2 separate regions of the Mus musculus genome follow, and region 2 is linked to region 1. Evidence: chromatin contacts called from public promoter capture Hi-C data. All regions are on one chromosome and are shown on one strand. The core of a region is the stretch at or near the end of the contact, and the rest is flanking DNA. Distances in the headings are between cores, read along the strand shown.

Region 1 (4,599 bases), core at 1,202-3,701:
TCTTTTTGTTGTTGCTTTTGATGGAGGATAAGTGTATAAAAATATATTTGATTGTGAAAGTATAAATTCTATTGTGATCTTGCAAAGCTTCTGTTCCAAATGGCTACGCCAGTTATATAGAAGTTTATGAGTTTATAGTGTTTGTGTCTGGTGAATTTTTTCAACTTCTATTTAATAAAATTTCAGAAATTAAAAATAATATTTAAAGTTTATTATATTTACTTGTGTGAGAATGAGAGTGCACAGATACCACAGTGTGCTTGTAGAAGTCAGATAATATGCAGGGGTCACTGTGACGGCTATTCCTGGTCGCCAACTTGACTACATCTGGAATGAACTACATTCATTCTAGAAATGGAGGGCACACCTAGATCCATATTATGAGGCCAGAAGACACAGGCTTTTTACCCAGATCTTGATGCGTGGGATGACACAAACTTTTGATCTAGATCTTGAAGCATAGTGGCCTTGAAAAGCTTAGGTTCAGGCATGGTAGCACATGCCTTTAATCCCAGAAGACAGAGGCAAGTAGGTCCAATGAGTTCAAACCCAGCCTGATACAAAGTCTTAAATCCAAGGATGATGGTACAAGCCTTTAATCCTAGCATTTAGGAGATAGATACAGCCATGCAGATCTGAGTTCAAGGTCAATCTACAGAGCAAGTTTCAGGACAGTGAAGCTTAGGCAGTGAAGGAATTGGAAAACAGAAAGCTGGTGATAATGTAATAGAACAAGGGGGTCATGCTCCAGCTCTAGCAAGCAGCAAAACTTGGCAGCTTTGGTCACGTGGCTCTGGCTTTAGAGTCAAGAATAGAAGGGACTACTGGGACAATTGATACTGACTAGCTGGAGCTAAGAAATTAGTGGTGATTAAGAAGAGACCAGGATTCCTGAGGTGAAATCTTCTAGGAAGTATTTTCTGAGAGTGTGTTCCAGAGATAGCTAAGGTTGTACCTTTTGCTTCAGCCAGGCTTGGTAATGTGTAAGAATCACCCAGGTAGTGGTTTGGAAGGCATGAGGGGTCATAGAATGCAGCTGAGTCTTGGCACGGTGGTGTAGCCTCAGTTACAATTGATGGTCTAGGACTGAAGGAGTCATGCTTGAGGCTTGGCACCATGAAGGGAGCCTATGAGAGGATATTGATGAAGCATAGTTGCAGCAGAAGAGACCTGGAAGCCTATTGGAAATGCCAGTACCATGTGATGACCACCAAGATCAGCAACAGCAGTAGAGTGGAGTCAACCAGTGCTTAGAGTCCTACAGATGGCAGAGCTGGAGAAGTGACCCAAGACCTGTGAAGGAGCTCAGATAATCATGTGTGGATTCCAATTATTGGAATAAGAAGCTGTAGCATTCAAGTTTCCTTGGATACCCTAAGATGTTAGAGATGCCAGAGCTCCTCCTACACCATGCCTGCCTGGATGCTGCCATGCTCCTACTTTGATGATAATGGACTGAATCTATAAGCTAGCCCAAATTAAATATTGTTATTATAAGAGTTGCCTTGGTCATGGTATCTGTTCACAGTAGAAAAAATCCTAACCTAGTGGGTTTTTTTTTCTCTCTCTCTCTCTCTCTCTCTCTCTCTTTCTTTCTTTCTTTCTTTCTTTCTTTTATTTATTTTTATTATATGTAAGTACACTGTAGCTGTCTTCAGACACCCGAGAAGAGGGAGTCAGTTCTCATTATGGATGGTTGTGAGCCACCATGTGGTTGCTGGAATTTGAACTTTGGACCTTCGGAAGAGCAGTCGGGTGCTCTTACCCACTGAGCCATCTTACCAGCCCTCTTTTTTTTTTTTTTTTTTTTTTTTTTTTTGAGACAGGGTTTCTCTGTGTAGCCCTAGCTGTCCTGGAACTTACTCTGTAGACCAGGCTGGCCTCGAACTCAAAAATCTGCCTGCCTCTGCCTCCCAAGCACTGGGATTAAAGGTGTGTGCCACCACTGCCCGGGCCTTTTTTTTTTTTTTTTGGTTTTTTTTTTTGGTTTTTTTTTTTATTAGAACTTATCTTTATGGGCTGGAGAGATGGCTCAACGGTTAAGAGCACTGATTGTTTTTTTTTTTTTAAAAAGATTTATTTATTTATTATACGTAAGTACACTGTAGCTGACTTCAAACGCACCGGAAGAGGGCATCAGATCTCATTAAGGGTGGTTGTGTGCCACCACCATGTGGTTGCTGGGATTTGAACTCAGGACCTTCGGAAGAGCAGTCAGTGCTGTTACCCGCTGAGCCATCTCGCCAGCCCAATAAAATCTTTAAAAAAATTTTTTAAATTTATTTTTACATCTCTGTGGAGAGCTTTGAGGGCCTCTTGGCAGGAGTCCGACTTTGGCCAATGACAAGGAAATGGGCGTCAGGCAGGAATCTGACATCTCGCTATGACAAGGAAGTAAGCTCAGGCAGGAGTCTAATTTTAGACTAGAACAAAGAAGTAGGCTTCAGGCAAGATTCTGATTTTGGGCTAGAACAGGGAAGTAGGCTTAGATATCTTGGTCATCCTAATAAGCCTTTAGTAACATTGATCACAGGTGTGATCATGGGACTTTTATTGCCTTGCCTATCCCTTAACTATTTGGATTTATTGTGTGTTATTTCCTTAACCTAGAATTGACCTTATTACTTGCATGTAATTAAAATGGTATAAAAACAGTTTTGGAAAAAATAAACTCTCCTCACACATTTCTCTGTGAGTGTGTGTGTCCCCTATGGTGTGCATTTGAAAGTCAGAGAACAACTTATCGAAATTGATTCTTTCATTCTGTCTTATGGGTTCAGGGGTTCAAACACAGGTTGTCAAGCATATTGGCAAGTCCCTTACTGGCAAGGCCATCTTATCAACTCTATTTACAAGTTTTATTGTAAAGGTCTTTACTTTCTTTCAAATGTATTCCTATTTTAAAGGATATTTTGAATAGAATTATCGTCCTTTTTTGGTTGCTCATTGTTGATACATTTAAAAAAAAAGACTTATTTTTGAATGCTGTTTCTTAAGATGGCATGTTCTTGCTGTGTATCTTAGGTTTGACTAGAACTCATATTCCTCCTGCCTTAGACTCCCAAGTATTGAGATTATAAGCATATACTTAACAACTACTTGCTACTTATTTGAAATGTCTCATGTAGCCCAAGCTGGCTTTGAATTTACCCTGTACCCAAAGCTCACATTGACCTCCTAATCCTCCTGCCTTCATTACCCAGGTGACACAATTATATGTACTCTCAAGCCTACCTAGCCCCTTGTTCATCTGTCATCCACTGACTCATCCTAGAACCATTTTCCAGAAAGCAGACAGAGATACTTTATTCTTCTGGTCCTCTGCCTCTACCTCACAAGTTTTTGGGTTAGCTCCATCATGCTCAATTACATAATTTTCCCTTATCATAAATTCTATTTAATTGTACTATGTTAATTTGTGTATATTGAACCATCCTTGCACTTCTAATCAAAACCAACTTGATCATGGTGTACATTTAAGTATGCTGTTCAATTTAATTTGCAACCTTTTTTTTAAAATTTTTGCATTTATATTTATCAGCAATACCACTTTATAGCTTACTTTCTTCTTTCTTTTCTTAGATAAGGTCTTTCTACATAGCCTGAGTATACCAGAGCTTACCACATAGGCTAGCCTGGCCTGGAAATCACAGAAATCTAAGATGCTGCCTATTGAGTGCTGGGATCAAATGTGTGTGCCACCATGCTTAGCCTATAGTGGGTTTTTTGTTTGTTTGTTTTTAATCACTTATGTTTTGGTAGGTACAACCCTACAGAGACATAATTTTGCCTCCTAACAAAGAAAGCTTGGGACATTTTTCTTTCTTTTTGTTTTGTTTTTTTATTGAGACAGGGTTTCTCTGTCTAGCCCTGGCTATCCTGGAACTCAGACCACGCTGGCCTCAAACTCAGAAATCCACCTGCCCCAAGCCTGCATGGGACATATTGACTCACTATTAAATTTTACCAGGCTTTTAAAGAATTACTATGAGTACTTCTCCAACTATTTTGTGAAACTCCCCTCAAATTAATTCTATAACACCAATACTAAACCTACCAAAACCTGATAAAGACACACGATTGGTTAGGCATAGTGAAGCATGCCTGCAATTCTAGCACTTGGGAAGTGGAGGCAGAATATCAGGTGTTTAAGGTCATCTTTAGGCAACCTGGACTGAGACCCTTTATTCTCTTCTATTGTTTTCCTTTTTAAAAAAGATTTATTTATTTAATGGGTCCACCATTGCTCTCTTCAGGCACACTAGAAGAGGGCATCAGGTCCCATTACACATGGTTGTGAGCCACCATGTGGTTGCTGGGAATTGAACTCAGGACCTCTGGTAGAGCAGTCAGTGCTCTTAACCGCTGAGCCATCTCTCCAGCCCTTCTATTTTTTTTTTAAATTCTATCTATCTATCTATCTATCTATCTATCTATCTATCTATCTATCATCTATCTATCTTTTTGTGTATGGGGCGAGAAAGAATATAAAAGCAACCTGTGAAGATCCTGATAGGTGTATGTGTCCACACCATTTTGCCTATTGATGCTAAGGATATGTCTGGTGTGGGCCCTCAGGTTATACTTGTTTGGAGCTGG
Region 2 (4,599 bases), core at 581-3,080, 530 kb before region 1:
CTACTACGAAGGAGGCAGAAGCAAAAAGATCTCTAAGTTCAAGGACAGCCTGGTCTACACAGATTGTCTCAGGCTGGCCAGGGCTACAGAGTGAGAACATGTCAACAAAAACCAAACAAACAAAAGCCAGAAGAAGAATTTTTTGTAGCTCAGTTATTGCAGGCATTCTTAGCATGTAGGAGTCATGAGTTCAATTCCCAGTACTAAATATATAGTATTTTTGAGATGAGAATACCACTTTTTATTATCTGGGTAGGTCAAGTATGATTATAAGATTGAAGGAGGATGGGAGGAATAAGACACTGTCTTTGCAAAATACAAAACTAGGGGCTGGAGAGATGGCTCAGCGGTTAAGAGCACTTGCTGCTCTTCCAGAGGTCCTGAGTTCAATTTCCAGAAACCACATGAGGACTTACAATGACACATGGTGACTCACAACCAGAAGGGGATATGATGCCTTCTTCTAGCCTGTGGATGTTTATGCAGCAAAACAATAAATAAATAAATAAATAAATAAATACAAAAGTGTTCATGAGCCAAGGATTTCAGACATTTTCTAGAAACTGGAAAAAAGCAAGAGAAAGGACTTCTCTTCTAGAGCTTCCAGAAGAATCACAGCCTTAGTATAACTTGATTTTTAGTCCTTGGAATTTATCTTAGATTTCTGGCCTACAAAACTCTGATAGTGAATTTATGGCATTTAAGTCACTGAGTTTGTCATAGTTTTTGTAGCAGCAGTAGGAAAAAGACAACTGAGTTTTTTTTTTTCAAGATTTATTTATTATTATATATAAGTACACTGTAATTGTCTTCAGACAGCCCCAGAAGAGGGCATCAGATTTCATTACAGATGATTGTAAGCAACCATGTGGTTGCTGGGATTTGAACTCAGGACCTTCGGAAGAGCAGTCAGTGCTCTTAAAAGTTGAGCCATCTCTCCAGCCCCCTATTTTTCCCAATTTTAAGTTTTAGTATAACAAATACCAGTAGATATAACCATATAAGTTAAAGCTCTTTGAATTTTCAATAATTTTCTGAGGTCTTCAAGCCTCAACCTGCTATGGAGCTGTTACCCTAGGTGTAGCCACCACTACTAGTTCCTCAATAGAGTGTAAGAGTCCTGAAGCCAAAAATTGAACCGCCACTCTCTAAATGAGATTTGTGGGGTGTTTGTTTTTCTTGTTATTTTGGACTTTTCTCTTCCCTTTTCACCTTAATTTTTGCTTTTTTATTTTCGTTTTAAGTGTCTTTACACAATCCATGCTGGCTCAGCAGCAGAGCCTGTAATCCTTGTTATCATATCTATACTGGCAGTAAGGTCACTTGGAGTACAGGAGTCCCAAGTCACCTTCGGGATCTTGGAAGACCTTGTCTCAAAAATGGGGAAGTTGAGTTGGGGTATAGGGGAGGAGTGTAGCTCTCACTTTTAATCCCAGCAGCGGGTCTCTGTGAGTTCGAGGCCAGCTTAGGTCTATAGAGCTAGTTCCAGGTCAACCAGGGCTACATACATAAATCTAAAACAAAACAAAACAAAACAAAACACACAACAACAAACAAACAAACAAAACCCCCAAAACCTGTCTCAAACAAAACAAAAGCAAACAAACAAAAGTTTAGACAGTACCAACTCCTGCAAGTTTTTCTCTAACCCCCATAAGCACGCAGGGTCGTGCGCGAACCCAAACATAAAGGCAAAATAAGTAATTAAGAAGACGGTGGTTTAGGGCAGAAAGGCAAGGTTCAAAGAGCTCAACCTTGGCCACGCCTGTTCCCTTTAGTTCCGCCTCCTCCACGTTTCTTATCCTTTTGCTTTGTAACTTTGAGTCCACTGCGGCCACCGTAGGCAGGCTGCAAGATGGCGGCTTCCATCTTCACGGGCGCCGTGAGAGCTGCCTCAGGTCAGTGTTCTATTGACAGCTTCACTGAGAAGAGGGTCGGCGCGGGAGGGAGTGGGAATTTAGTTTGGATGTTAACGAGGAAAGAAAAACAAGATGACTTGAGGTCGGAGGTTTGCTGCGCGATACCTTGCACAGTGTAGTGCCCATGACCCGCGTTCACTGGATCCACCCTGCCCTAGGAAGCACACCCGAGACTGAGGTAGAGGAGGTGAGGGTGACACCCAAAAGTCCGCTTTTTTAAAAAATCTGATTTAGAGGTTCAACCACCTCTCTCAACTTTGACCTTGAGAGTCATATAATTTCTCTGAGTATTTTGGTTCTCTAGCGGTAAAATGGGGCTTCCTCCTACCTGTGGGTTAAACAAGTGTGTAAAGCATCGAGTATCTGGTCTCCTTGAGAACCGTGTGTAATTACCAGGAGCCTGGTCAAATTCGTTTTGAAGTACACCCCTCTGATGGTAGCGGGGCGGGCTTTAGGAGTGAAGGCAGAACCAGATAGGAAATTAAAAGTACTCAAGTATGATAGGGGTGATCAGTAAGCGACTTGCACACAACTTATACTGTAGAGATAACATTTGTGGAAAAATAGGCAGAGGACCAAGAGGGAAAAAAGTAACCATATAAAATTTCCAGGTATTAGAGCTTAAAAATGGAACTTTTGTGAGTTATGAAATGTGTATATAAAAAGTTTATATTAGGGGACATACGTGTAACTAACACCAGTTCAAGCCAAGCCCCTTTCCACCCCGTGCATTGCCCCGGTCATTATTCCCATAGCCACTTGAGCAACTATACCTTCATCTCTCAAAAGCATATTTTGTCTAGTTTTGAACTTTACATTAATTTATATACAATATGTCTAGTGTAATGTCTGGTTTTTATTTACTCCAGTGTGTGTGTGTGTGAACCCTTTTGATTTCTGACTGCTGTATCTTCTTTTCTTTTTTAAGATTTAAAAATTTTATTTATGTAAGTACACTGTCGCTCTCTTCAGACACACCTGAAGATCCCATTACAGGTGGTTGTGAGCCACTATGTAGTTGCTGGGAATTGAATTCAGGACCTTTGGAAGAGCAGTTGGTGCTTTTAACTGCTAAGCCATCTCTCTAACCCTCTTCCTACTCTTCTTCCTCCTCCTCTACCACCACTACCACCACCATCACAACCTTTAAATTCTTTTTTTTTTTTTTTTTAATGAGACAAGGCCTCATTATGGAGCCCAGTCTGGTCTTAAACTCTCAGTCCTCCTTAGCTTCCACATGCTGAGATTTTAGGTGCTTGGACTCCCAAACCTGCTTTTCTTCAGCACATCTTTATCTGGTGTTAGCATTGTTTCGATGTTTTCTTCAAGCTTAGGCCTCTTAATCATTTTAGTATATTATCTCATGTAATCCTCTCCATAATTAGCTAATTTAAAGTTGAGGAAATGAGCATAGAGAGGTTAAGGAAGTTGTTCCTGTTCACACCACTCGTTAGTAGGAGCTGAAATGAATACTAGTCTGGCTCAAACCTGTCCCTTACTCACCACACTGCCCCATTTGTTTGGTGAGATCAGTAGAGAAGACAGTGGAGTGGTCTAAGTCTTGCATCAGATTAGGTAGATGCAACTTGGTAGAGCTTTTGTTGTTGCTTTGAGGAAAGGTCTCACTATGCAGCCCAGGTTAACCAGGAACATGCTGTATTAATAGTCATGTCGGTCTGGTACTTGGGATTCTCTTGCCCTTGTCTCTGGAGTGCTGAGGTTGCAGGCATAGGACCCTACACCCAGATCAAATTGTTGCTGGTGTCTGTCTTTTTGAGATAGCATTTCCTGTAGCCCATGCTAGATGTGAACTCTGGTCTGCTTTAGCCTCTTGCACACGGAACTTACTAGCATATTACCAACATGCCAGGCTTGGCCTTTCCTTTTTTTTTTTTTTTGTTTGTTTGTTTGTTTTTTGTTTTTCTTAAAGCTAACTTCATTGAAATACAATTTAGTATATTTGTATTTGTGGCAATGTTTGTATATGTGGGCATATACACATGTGTGTGCATGCAGGCACATGTCTGAGATTGCTCTCAGGAGTAATCCTTCTTTTAGAGCCTGGGTTTCTGCCACAGACCACCCCAGTCGGGTATGGCGGTCCCTGGAATGAGGGTCCCGGAAAGCTAAGTGGGTAAGGATTTTGCGGGGACAAACAGAAACAAACACAGAGGCAGTTTGAATCTGAGTGCATTTTGCAGGTCTCAGGCAGGGGTTTTTATACATTAAAAAAAAAAAACCCAAATATTACAACTCTTAGATGTGTTCAGTGAAGCAATTACAAATACCATCATTATCATTTGGCTCAGTAAAGCACAAAAATCACGCAAACTCTGAATCACAAACAGAACAGGTAACATTGTTAATAATAGAAACCATCCAAGCATTACAACTCTGAAAGGATATATTCAGTGGAGCAGTCATCCAAGGCTAGTGGCATATTTCTGAGAGCAGGTTAATAAATCTTTATGGTCAATTATTGTTTAACATCTAATGCTTGATTTTTTAAAATAAATTTTCAATGTGTAAATTTAAACTATTTTAATTCTTTTTATTTAAGTCTTTCTTTACCATATACCAAAGCCACCTCCAATGACACACTTGTAGCCATATGAAATTTTATTGTTGGGGAAGTTTTTTGGGTTTTTTGTTTGTTTGTTTGTTTTGTTTTGTTTTGTTT

Evidence for each region. Promoter capture Hi-C pulls out the DNA fragments that hold promoters and counts their contacts.
Region 2: a promoter capture Hi-C map of trophoblast stem cells shows a contact between it and region 1, with 5 times the contacts expected there. The contact joins the promoter of Mrpl35 here to the enhancer-like site in region 1. A contact is called at or near these places in 13 of 39 promoter capture datasets (the C10 cell line, the HPC-7 cell line, cranial neural crest and 9 more), 3 of 484 Hi-C or Micro-C datasets (the C10 cell line, embryonic stem cells and stem cell-derived motor neurons), 19 of 115 datasets of contacts at active chromatin or transcription factors (the 230-238 cell line, bone marrow-derived dendritic cells, embryonic stem cells and 6 more) and 2 of 9 other capture datasets (adipose tissue and liver).

The regions. Positions count from the first base shown.
Region 1 is chr6:71,287,228-71,291,826 of GRCm38.p6, reverse strand. No RefSeq gene overlaps it. Among named protein-coding and RNA genes, the nearest start is that of Gm1070, 4.2 kb to the left of the region's middle. Within about 2 kb of position 2,451, at least 1 of the 459 cell types and tissues checked has an H3K27ac peak or open chromatin away from gene starts, as enhancers often do. A contact at or near this core is called in trophoblast stem cells, where this site is marked.
Region 2 is chr6:71,821,015-71,825,613 of GRCm38.p6, reverse strand. Mrpl35 (mitochondrial ribosomal protein L35) reads left to right here and starts at 1,830. Exons shown (of 4, transcript NM_025430.3): 1 at 1,830-1,898. The coding sequence starts at 1,856.